2 separate regions of the Triticum aestivum genome follow, and region 1 is linked to region 2. The links are chromatin contacts, called in public Hi-C maps. All regions are on one chromosome and are shown on one strand. The core of a region is the stretch at or near the end of the contact, and the rest is flanking DNA. Distances in the headings are between cores, read along the strand shown. Region 1 holds the start of LOC123112395. Region 2 holds the start of LOC123112394.

The links. A called contact is a pair of places that touch in the nucleus more often than the background predicts.
Region 1: a contact with region 2 is called in a Hi-C map of leaf, with 3 times the contacts expected there. The contact joins the promoter of LOC123112395 here to the promoter of LOC123112394 in region 2. A contact is called at or near these places in 4 of 5 Hi-C or Micro-C datasets (leaf and an unstated tissue).

What each region holds. Positions count from the first base shown.
Region 1 is chr5B:451,145,646-451,151,792 of IWGSC CS RefSeq v2.1, reverse strand. It overlaps LOC123112395, which reads left to right and starts at 3,039. Exons shown (of 1, transcript XM_044533372.1): 1 at 3,039-3,834. The coding sequence starts at 3,152. The coding sequence ends at 3,511. LOC123112396 (exopolygalacturonase) reads left to right here. Exons shown (of 3, transcript XM_044533373.1): 1 at 1-222; 2 at 578-909; 3 at 1,420-2,014. The coding sequence ends at 1,907.
Region 2 is chr5B:450,863,992-450,870,500 of IWGSC CS RefSeq v2.1, reverse strand. LOC123112394 reads left to right here and starts at 4,844. Exons shown (of 8, transcript XM_044533371.1): 1 at 4,844-5,204.

The DNA of each region.
Region 1 (6,147 bases), core at 1,790-4,289, 280 kb before region 2:
GGCCGAGAACACCACCGGCGCGGGCGTCACCGGCGGCGGCGAGATCAACGGCCAGGGCGGCGCCTTCGTGGTCACGCCCAGCGCCCAGAAGAACGTCATGGTCAGCTGGAACGCCACGGGGGACTGCCTGGGCGACGAGTGCCGCCCGCGGCTCCTCGGCTTCATCGACTCCAAGGACGTCGCGGTCCATGACATCACCCTCAACCAGCCGGCCTACTGGTGGTGAGCACTTCTTGTTCCCTCACTTCACTCTGATCGTACTCATACAACATACTGCCACTGGCGAAACCTCGAAACTGATTGAACAAATGCAGTGTACTCATGTAAATGTACTGACTTGTCCAATCCTTTCACTCTGTCTGAAGACTTCTGAACTCTAATGATACTAGAATTAGTTAAGTACACACATCACATTCACCGTTGTCATTGTTATTTTTGTTTATTTTTATGCTCAAAATCAGTTGTTGTTATTGGTTTTACTCGTTGAAGGTTCACCACAAACAAATCGATGTTTACAATTTAGGTAGGATAGGCGAAATTATGTCGGTGATACTTGATATGCTTGCATTCTCTGCAGCCTGCATCTTGTCAGGTGTGACAACTCGGTGATCCGCAATGTCTCTATATACGGGGACTTTGACACTCCTAACAATGACGGGATTGACATTGAGGATTCAAATAACACGATCATCGCCGATTGCCACATAGACACCGGAGATGATGCAATCTGCCCGAAGTCTAGCACAGGGCCTGTTTATAACTTGACAGCGACAAATTGCTGGATCCGTACTAAATCATGCGCTATCAAATTTGGAAGTGCAAGCTTTTTCAACTTTGAGAAGCTGCTCTTTGATAACATAACTATAGCTGATTCACATCGAGGACTTGGAATGCAGATCCGTAATGGAGGTATTGATCTTTTGCTTGCAATTGCCAATGCACCATCATACTATTAGGTTTTTTTTTTACATCAATAAGACTTTGTTTCTCAAATGATAGACATGTCATTTACAAGAAGTTGAGAATTAAAATCGGGGATAGAACTTTCCCAAAAATCAGAAGACCTGTACTATAGGAGTGGCTAGCTAAGCGATCAGCTACCAAATTTGCTTCACGAAAGCAATGCTACCGTCATACTATTAGGTGGTATAAGTGAATATCTTATTTCAAAAAGCTGCTATTTTGATTGCAACTTTGTGGCACGGGAGGGGGGGGGGGGGGCACCACCCCCTCTCCCCTCCTAGCCCAAGCAATAGGTAATAATTAACAGGTAGTGCTTGGGCTTAAATTTGTCTCTGGATAAAGTGTTGAATTGGTTTGGCACCTTGAAATTTTACATACAGTATGTTGTACTTTGAGCTATTGCTTTAATTAGTGGGTCATTTAAGCATCCTGATTTAGAGATACATAATTTTGCAGGGAACGTTAGTGATGTGATATTTTCAAATATCAAAATGCGCACTAGGTACTACCATCCTTCATGGTGGGGGAGAGCTGAACCGATCTACATCACTACCTGTCCAAGGCACCCTGATTCCAAAGAAGGCACCATTTCAGATGTTCGCTTCATCAACATCTCATCAATATCAGAAAACGGTGTTTTCCTGGCTGGATCGAAGCATGGCTTGCTTCGCAACTTGAAGTTCCAGAATGTCGACCTGACCTACAAGAGGTGGACAAACTACACTGGGGGCCTGTATGACTACAGACCTGGATGTCAGAAGATGGTGAAGCACAAGACTGGCGGTATGATGCTGGAGCACATCTCAGGCCTGGAGGTTGACAATGTCAGCATGAGATGGTGGAGAGGAAGCCTGAAAGGGTGGGATGTTAACCCGCTCCTCTTCCGGCCATCCACTATTGACGGGCTGTCGTTCCACGACTTGCAGTCGCTGGATGTTCAATAGCAGACCAGCTGAATCTCACCCTTATGTCGATATGTATCATGTATCCACGATGAATAAGCCACGATTCTTGTGTCATATCTTTAAATAAAAGATCCCAATTCAAAACAGCACACTTTGTTGATTTCTGCTGTCTGCAAACATGGGGTATTCTTTTGGGAAGTGTATAAATAAACGATCCAATCCCAAACAGCATGCTGTACTCATTTCTGCTGTCTGCATATATGGAGGAGATTCCCTGGCTGGGCTGTGTTCTGTTCTTGAATTCAAGACTGTAAAGCTGATTCAATGTGAGCCGATTTGCACTTGTCAGTACTTGTTCAAGTGAACCTTCCACCTAAAATGGACGAATATTGAAGCTTAGTATGCTGTGGCAGTTTGAAAGAGTTGATTAATACCTTGTGTTTTGCCCTATTTTTGTCATACTCCAGAATGATTTCTCCCCTATGAAAAGCCAAGTCAAGTAGATGGAGCTATCATCCATTTTTCAGATGTGAGCGTAGAAGTTTCTAGAACTTTTTTTACTGATATATTGACAAAGGAATTTCTTATCAGTATTTGAGATTAACTAACATCTGTTGCACAGTAGTTTTTGTTGAAAAAATATGGCCAGCTTTATTAAATCGCGACTCGCAAAAGAACAGCCGTAGTACCAAGGTGAAGAGCCGACCAAAATCTAGGAAATAATTCACATGTGTAGCTATTTTTTATAAAACAATCTTAAAGCATATTCTTGTGCATTTTTACATATAAAGTTCTTAATTTTTTTGGAGAGGGTAGAACTATAGTATCTGAGTGAACAACCCGAGTAAATGTACTGTAGTAAATGACACACAAATCTAATATTGAAAAAACATATGCTTGAAGCACATTCACATCTCATTTGGAGAGGGAATTCTCATCTTTTTTTTGGCAGTCCTTAGTTTTTTTTTCGGCAGTCCTTAGTGAAAATATTACTTTTTTTTAGACAAAGTGAAAATATTACTTTTTTTTAGAAATAAGTGAAAATATTACTTGCTACTACTACGTTCCAACCTCCGGCCCACTAAAGATCACCCACTTCTTCATAGCGTAGCCCAACTCACTGACCAAGTCCAGCCCACTTACACCACTCTCTGCACTCTGCAGCGTCCACACCCCAGCCAGCCTCCTCGTCTCCGCAGATCAGCAGCCCCCAAATCGGCGACCCCTCGCTCTCTCTCCGATCTCCAATCCTCCACCTCGCACACGCGCACCAACCGGGCACGATGCGGGCGATCTCGTCGGCGGCGGGAGGGATGCTGCGGGCGCGGCTGCGCGCGGCGGTGCGCCTCCGCGGCGGGCACGGCGACGGCGGGGGCCGCTGGACGACGCCCGGCCACGAGGTGCGGCCCAAGGGGTACCCGATGAACCGCACGCCGCCGCCGCCGGGCGAGTCGCGCAAGTGGGAGGACTGGGAGCTCCCCTGCTACGTCACCTCCTTCCTCACCGTCGTCATCCTCGGCGTCGGGCTCAACGCCAAGCCCGACCTCACCCTCGAGACCTGGGCGCACCACAAGGCGCTCGAGCGCCTCCAGCAGCAGGAGCTCGCCGCCGCCTCCGCCTCGGCCGACGCCCTGTCCGAGTGATCCGCGCGCGCGCGCCCCAGGTCTTCCTCCAAGCCTAGGTCGCTTCTGTTCTGTTTTGCTTCCAATAAGGGTTGGTTGTGAACTTGTGATGTACCAATCTGATATTGATGGGACCTGGGCGGAACACTATATTTCTGTTTCTGTTTTGTTGTTGAAATTTATCTGATGATGATGGCAGATACCGTATGCATTTCGAAATGCCCTGTGGTGTCCCAAACATTTTGAAATGCCTCTGCATTGTATTGTCTTGTGTATCCCTTATTTATTTCCTTGGGCATGATTTGCTACATGCTTTTGCGAGCGTAATTAGGACCGATTGTACCTGTCTCTCTTTGCCTGAAATGACTTGTTGCAGAAAATAAATAAATCAGTTGTCGCATTGAACAGCTTGAAATGTTGCTTGCTTGTTAGAACTTACAAGTGATGTTTGCTTTCGGGGGGGCTTGGGTATTGCCTCTCTCTTTTTCTTTTCCAATGATAAGTGGACATTCTCTCAATAGAAGAAAGGTTACACGCAATGTGTTACTTCAGTAAATGATCAGGCTTAGCACATACTGTAAGCTTGTTCTTTATTTCTACTACTTGATAAAATATGAACAATTGGTTGGGTTGGTGTGATTGAAGTAGACTGTTGTTTCTACATTTGTTGCAAATTGTGATGAATCATGTTGTGTAACTCAGAGTTAAAATAGGTACCATGAACAGTCATGCACTTGAATGTTGCTGATCCTTAGAAGGATGTATGATCCCATCTATTTCTTGGCAGCATGGTTGGCGGTAAAATTGCTCTGCTTGTTGGATTAGTAGCTAGTTAGGTGTGATAGAAAATCAGGAGGTATATCTACTGCAGTTATTTTCCTTTCTGTTCATACTTTGCAGAGCTTATACATGCATTGATTTGTTTCATGTCAACTAGCCTATCAATTATTCAACACAAACCTTCTACACATGCACTATCACTACCAAGACACCATTAACTCTGAACAATAGTCTCTTCTTCTTAATCTGTACTTCATTGTGCAGTTAGTTTGGTATTATGCCATATTGAGGAAAGGAAGGCAAAGGAGTGAGTGCGTCTCAGGACACGAGGGTAGAGGGTAAAAGACTAAAAGGATATAGTGAAATCATCGACTTGCATGTGGCTGGGCTCATTCGCAGCTAGCCACGTCTCTGGTATATGGATTAGGGCAAAACTGGTTTATCCATTCTTGCTGAGATGGCGAAATAACATAAGACGCGTGTTCTTTGTAGGATACACTAGCAAATAACTATCCTGACACAAATAACAGGCCAACTCCAACTCCCAAACCAACCAAAGAGTATATGATATTAAGGATATCCTAGTAGCTTCCCTACATAGTTTGTACAATGTCAAGGAGACCTTGCCTCATTTGTTGCTTTCTTCTCCAGCTGCCGCACGTGTTGGCTTACATGAGCTCTGGTACGTTGTACCCCGGAAGGAGTCCATATTATTAGAAGCCCTAAGTTTAGGTGACTTGTTTATCTAAATATTTGTGCCATGCCCAAGATGGTTTACCATCTCGTTTATCTTTGTCCACAAGATCATGAGCAATTCTAAACATGAAAACATTGAGATAATGCTTAAACAATGTTGTAGGTAGTGGTTAGTGGCATAGGACACTGGGAATGGCTGTTTCTTTTTTCCTTATGATCAATGAAGGAGTGTAAACTGTTAACCAGTACGGTAGTTTGTTCTGTTGGAGAAGTGGTTGGGGAACGATTGTGTGACTGCAAGAGAGGTCTCGAACTGAATAGACCGTTTCAGGGTTTCTGTGTTGTATCAGATGGAATCCTGCTGTAATAACTAGCTGGTATTTTGTGGAATGTCTTCTTACTGGTAGATCAGAGGGGTCAAGTTGAGTATCTGGTATATAGCACTTGCCCCAAACCTGTTGTGTGATACCCAGAGCCCCTGCATAAAATTGAAAGAAACCAAGGTAGCATGTGGGACATAGATTAAAGATGTTATGGGTTTCTCAAAAGATTGTGGGTGGAATAATTCATGAACTGGGTCGCCTTTGTTGGAAAGACAAACTCCGAGGACAGAAATCTATCACTGCAGATGAACATTCTTGGTCATGCCTCATTGCCCCACTAGTCTACTGTCAGTCTGTTCTGTTTCCTGTGACACTTAGTGTAAATGTCAATTATGAATACTTAAATTCATCAGGTTTATTAGTTTCACAAATAATTTCCTTGAAGTGTGTGTACTATGTGCATCAATACTGCCGTTGCAACTTTGTTTACAGAAAATGCTTGCTTTCTTGAGAAAATATTACTTACATTTTCACGAAATCAATGCTTTCTGTGACGGATGATATATCAGCAAGATTTTTGACTATTTGAGTATTCCGATTTTAGCAAGCATGGTGCCATACTGCTTTTTATGAGCAAAAGGCGTGAGTTGAACCTAACTAAGCAGAAAAGAATGAGGTGAATACTATGGCATATTGGCATTGAAATGTAAAGCCACGCTGATTCTCCTCATTTGTCGACTTGTTCTCGTCCTATAGTAGCAAACTGATACTTCCTCCGTTCACAAATACAAGATGTGCTAAATTTTTTTCTGAATCGGACGTATATAGACATGTTTTAGTGTGTTTGTTTACTCATTT
Region 2 (6,509 bases), core at 3,595-6,094:
AAAAGTCGCAGCAAATTCGAACTCAGGAAGTTGGCAAATTTGTCAATCCCAACCACCCTCATCCCATAGCTGAAGTTCGTCAAGAAGGGTCTGGGAAGAAATGCGTTTAGCCTGGACGGAGATAATGCCAACATTGGATAGCGACGGGATAGGGGCTACCTCCAGGATCCCCCTATCTAAAGCAAAAAAAGAACACCCAGGGATGCCGGTACCATAATGGACAAAAGCGGGGGGCTTGACGCGATTCTGACAGTCCACCGTTAGGTGACCGTCTTCCCTACAAATGAGGCAGAAGGGTGGGTTTTCGCATCGAGATTGGAAATGGCCGGGGCGGTGACACACAAAACAGGTGAGGATGGGGTTGGAGACTTGGGATTGGGGAGGGATGCGACCAGAGCCACGAGGAGGAGGAGGAAGGATACCGTCACCAGGCGCAGCAGGCCCAGATCCGGAGCCCCGCCCAGCAGCGGGACCGACAGGGCGGCGAACCGGGGCCCCCGACGCGCCTCGGGGAAAGAAGCAGGACGGTCCACCCCTAGCCACCACCGGAGCCCGCGACGGCGCGCCGCCCCGGAGAGCAGCACCCAGCGGAGGAGGCGCCTGGGTTGGCCCCGACGAGCCCGCCCTACTGGCCGCCGCCGCCGACTCCCAGGGATCGACCGCAGCCGAAGGAGCACCAGACACGGGGGGGAGAGGCACCGACGAGCCTGAACCAAAGGCGCGGGGAGACACGCCAGCCGACGCCGCTGCCGACCCCGCCTCCGGGGCGAGCGAGGCCTGCAGCTTCGCACGAAGAGCCGCCTCGTACTCCAGATCCGTGGCCGCCTCGTCGGAGCCATCACGCCCCCGCTTCTGCCTGGAGACCGCCTCACTGGAGGAAGCACGAGAGCAATCCATTGTAGCCACCGTCGCAAAGGAGAGGGAGAGGGGAGGGGGAGGAGTAGATCTGGTGAAGCGCCGAATGGGTAGACGGTGTCGAGACAGATCTGAGGAGGAGGCAGGAAACCCTAGAAATGGGGGAACCGCACCCCTCCGCACCCATAAGTACCCTGACCGAGCCAGGCCTGGCTCGATACAAGGCCTCACTGGAGGGGTGGGCTGGACCTAGGCCGCCCGCGGCCCAGAGACCAAAGAAGGAGGGGGGGAATCAGAAAAGGACGCCAAAGCCAACACCGAGACCGGCCCACCAGGCCCAGTAGCACCCACCGGGGCCCGCGCCACAGGCGGGGGAACCAGCGCCGCCCCTAATCCCAGATCTAGGGTTGGCACCAGCCCCGACGCCGCCGGAGCGACAGAGACTGCACCCGAGGGCGAGCAAGCAAGGGGACCCGCGTGAGGGCAAGACCCCGACGGCGGCGCAACCCCATACACCCCAATGGACATTAGCGGGACCGCAACAGGGGACCAGCACGAAGCACGCCGACGACCACGCGAAACGCGGCGCCACCCATCCACCTCCACGGCAGGCACGACGGGCCGCCCCGCCCCCGGGCGCGAACTTACGCCGGCGACCCGTCGCCGCAGCCACAGGGGGACAGCACACCGGGACAGGGCGGGGAGGGGGAGAAGGAGCCTCAGAATTTGACCCGGAGCCATCCGAATCAAGCGCCCAAAACTTATTAGCCCGGAGAGGGGCGATGTGACCAGAGCGAGAAGGGGAGACCAGAGAGGAGAGGGGAGCGGCACACGACGCCGGAGCGGAGCCCGGAGGAGTCCGCGGAGGGGAGGAAGGAGGGGAGGTCGCACGGGGCAGGGACGCCGCCGGGACGGAGCCAGAAGCAGGCGTCGCCACAGGGGGAGGGGGGAGAGGGGGGGAGAGGAGAGCCATCGCTTTGATATTCAACAATCCCATCCAAAAACCTGATTATAGATAATTTACTCTTTTTTAAGATATCAACAACTATCAATGTGCTAATGTCTTTCATTCTTCGTTTCTCTCCATAGAATTAGGTGATCTGACAAACCAACAATCAAATGTCGCGGGAGGAGAAGATTTGATCATGTTCATGGACACGATCATACGCCCCAAGCCAGCCAACCTGTGTATTTTAAGACTAGTTGTGGTAGTCAAAGTGTAACATATTGAAATTATTTCATGAAAAATTCTGAAGAGACATACACGGATATAATAAAAAGTTTGTAGGACCGAATGAAATAATCATAGACTCAATGTCAAGACAAAGCCTAAATGTATGAAATCCCAAAGATAATAGATGGACATGCCAAGTTGGTTTGTTCGCACACGTGATTTTGCCTATATTGGCCTCCGACGCTTTGCTCAATCGTCTCGACGAGCATGGTTATAATCATTTTCATCACAAAAAGAAACAATTATAATTATTTTTTAGTCACCTTCATTGCAGGGTCATACAATGCTTAATGACATGAGTAATAGTGTGAAGCAGAGTAATAAAACATGAGTGCAGTACATAATGGGACATGTCCCTAAATCTTCAAGAATTAATTACACCCGTGGTACATAAACTTGCAGCATGGTATGCCTGATTTTGAACACCTCGTAAAAGTGGTATAACAACTCCGGTTCGGGTCTGCAAGGGAATACAATTTTCACTCAACCCCATAAATCATGAACATGCATAATTGACTTGATAAAAACAGAAACCCTACTTTGTTTAGGTACAAAATCAACCTAGAGACGACACTTGGAGATATTTTAATCAAATCACCCTGCATACCCTTCTCTCTCTCGCACAAGTCTGTAACCCTATTATTTTCCCCCAAATTCAGCACATAAAACCGCCACTACACCGGCGTTTTCTGGCCACTGTTTCTTCAAACTCCTTGGTTTCAACAAGATTGTTCTGTTGAGACGAAGGCCTGGATGTAGCAATGGATTTTGCTCACGACGCGCTGTGGATGGATGTAGAAGAAAGTGGCGCTGATTTCTTCAAGGGCCGACTTTATTTAATATATGGTCTTTGACCTTTTCAAGAAAAAAAGTCTAGCACGAAGATGCGTGTAAGACCTAATTGACCAAGAAACATGGCAGCGCTACAAATATGCAATACACATAATTTAGCGATCAACTTGACAACTCGTGACGCGATCATGATCGTACAATGCGATTTTTTTCACACGTACACTAATACACAGGGTGATATTTCTTTTGTCGTGGATATACATAGTGTTATCTTGTTACTGGCTATCATGCCAATTGTATTTTGGAAAGATCCAGCAAATTGCTAGCTTGATTTAGATTTAGCAGGAAGTAACGAAACATAACATGATGAAAATCCGAAGATCAAAGAAAAAGAAAAACAGCAACCCTATTGGTTGCAGAACAACACTACACTCCATGAAACACCATCCAACCAGTACAAGGCAGCGCAACTTCGACTCTGATGGTCACGAGTCCCTCTGACCGGATCCACCTTCAGGACGATGCCCCAAGAGAGAAAGCGACGCCGAATAGCGCCACCATCGTCCGATCTAAACTAGATCAAGGGTTTTCCCCGGAGCACGTCGTGAAAGGCAAGGTGGGAGCTGCTACATCGATGCCTCCAACAAGGGAGCGGCACCGGAAGGCGCCGCCATCGACGACTCTGGCCATAACTGGAGTACGACTTTTGCCGACAGTCCCACCTACATAGCCTGAGCCCAGAATCCGATCAGCCTACACACCGACCACTACCTCTGCCTCCACGGCCAACCTCACCTCTTCGGCAAGCTCGACATGCTTCCAACCTTCCGTCCACATCCCCCACTGGACGAAGGATGCAACCCCCGCAGCAGCGCCATTCTTCTCCTATCGAAAGGATGCAACCAAGCAGGACGCCATTCGTCTTCTCGAGGATGCAACGCATGCGGGCCATTCATCTCCCGACGAAGGATGCAACAACCACCGCGACACCATTCCTCTTCCTCGAGCCACCACCATCTCGTCCTCCGCAGCAGCGTTGAGCTCACCAAACCACCAAACAGGAGGATGCAACATCAAGCAAGGTGCCATTAATCTCCCACAACTTCGTCCGCACGGCTAGCGGCGTCAACCACATCGCCACCCGAGCCGCCTCCAGACCCCTAGCCGCCAGGGCACCAGATCCGGCCGCACCCAGCTAGGGGCCGCCACGCAAACCGCTTGGGACAGTCACCTCCGGGCCTCCGGCCGCCCTAGCGCCAGATCCGGCCGGCGAGGCCTGTCAGATCCGGCCGCTCCAAGCCAGCCAAGGGACCCCAACACGCCCGCCGGATCCGCCGCTGCCCGCTGCATCACAGGCCACCAACTCGCCGGATCCGCCATACCGCCGCCAAGGGCGCCCGCTGCAGCAGCGAGCCACCCTACCCCCGTCGCGCACCGGTGACTGCGCCCGATCCGCGCAGCCCCGCTTCGCCTCCACGCCCCCGCGCCAGATCCGCGCACGACTCATCACGCCCGCGCCTGTAGCGTGCTATGGCATTCGAATGGGATATGTTCAGTATGCATACAGTAAACTAAGATCAAAGATCCCCTAGGGTAAAACTAAGAGCACAATATTTTTTCTCAAGAATGATTGAATGGTTAGAAAGACAGTGATATCCTTGGTCAATCATAGTTTAACTCCTGATGCTCGCATTTATGTCAGCTCAGTTTCTCGAAGGTGCTTTAATGTGCGTGTGTGCGTTTATAGAGATGAGTATTGTTACCCTAAAAAATGAGTGTATGTATTGCGTCTGATACTGTGTCAAGAAAAAAGAATGGACGACCAAACAGCCCTGAAAAATATGAAAATGAAAAGAAAAAGACCGGCGGAAAGCGGTCGCTTAACCACACCGCGCGGTGAAGCGACCCGATCGTCAGGCCTCGAAGCGCGCGTCGTGTGATATGAGAGCAGCGTCAGGCGCCAGCCCAAACCCACCACCGCAACCCCCACACGCGCTGCACGCCTGTGACACCCCTCGCCGCAGCATCATCGCCCCTGCAAGTGACCGCTGGCCGCGTGCGCCGTCCCGTCTCCTCCTCCCACGCCGGCCGCCGCCCCCCACAAACATTCCGCGCCGCGCACAGTCGAGGCTCCTGCGCCGCCCCTGCAACCCCGCGGGGAGGCGCCCGGTGCCGCTCGCTCGGCATTAAGCCCTGCGTCGCCATTTTATTAGAAAAAGAAACAGAGGAGGGAGCAACCGCTCGGTTTGGTTTGGTTTCGCGGCTCCCGGCTCCCGCTCGCGTCGCAGGGACCGAGGCGGCCACTGCAGGAGGAAGAACCCCGGTGAGGACAGCCGCTCTGCCCCCCTTCTCGCCACCCCCCTCCACAAAACCCATCCCCGAATCCCTGCTGCTGCGCAGTGGGGAGTTTCCCGTGCTGAAGTGGTCGGTTCTAGATTTCCTTTTGCTGCATTGGTTCTTCTCTTTCTTCTCTCCTCTTCGTACTAGCTAGTTCCGTCGATGTGCCTGTGGCAAGGGATCCGGCGTCCATTCAGTGCTAGATAACCATGGCAGCGGATCCGGCATTCCTTCTTCCCTGTTCTTGCTCCTGTTCCTGTAATGGGTGTGCAATTTCCATGGCAGCTACCTCATCTGGTGAGCTCCGTTAGGCCAGGCATCTTGAATACGGATTTAGGTTCTGTTGGTGTCCGCATTTGTGAAATTCAGTTATTCAGCTATCTGATAGAAAGAAAAAAAATCTCTGTCCATTCGTAAAATTCAGTTAGTCAGCTATCTTATACTGTATTTTCCCCTGGACATTCTTGAACTTCTTCGTGGTGGATTGCCGTGGCCGTTTGCTTGCAACCATATGGATCGGAGTAGTGCACTTGCATACTCTCTTGCTTCGCCTGGTGGCTGGAAATTCCGGGCAACGACTAGGACGCGTCCATTGTTCTTAGAGTCAAGTACTTCGACAGTGCCGAGTTTACATCTGGTGCAGCTTGTCAGATCTCCCCTGTAGTCCAGTTTCGGTACAGCTTTGTGTCCAATTGGGAGTCGGGACCTCATTCTCCATCCAATGCAATCCAGTCCAACGGTCGTACACCCTCACCGCGCCCCACCGCCATGTGCCTCCCAACCACCTCCCTCCCCCTCAAGTGAATTGCACTAGGAGACACATTACCTGTACTGAAATCTCTTGTTGCTGTTGGGCATTAATTTTGTTGGTTAGATGTGTCTTTTGGTGTGTGTTTTGCCTAGCTGTCCAGATCTCGAGGCTTGATAGAGAGTACTAGCTGTTTGATCCAGTTTCTTTTACACTTTTACGGCATGAACAATTGCTTCTTACTTATGGTAGTCGGTAACAAATGAGTTAGTCAAGTGAATGCCTTACTGAAATCCGCATTTTATGTTGAGTACAGTGGAGGTTACTTGTTTGCTCTGAAATTCTACTGCACTGTCTGCACAGGTCTACACAAACTTCACATTTTTTTTCAGTTAAAGCTCGTTATATGCAATCGTTTTCCATGTGCCCCTTGCCATGGCATAATCATCATGATGGCCCTTCCTGGATGTCACTTTCTCTATCATGCCTATTGCTCACTCAAGCTGCTAGGCATTTGCTCATGTTACTAACTTTGTTAATGTT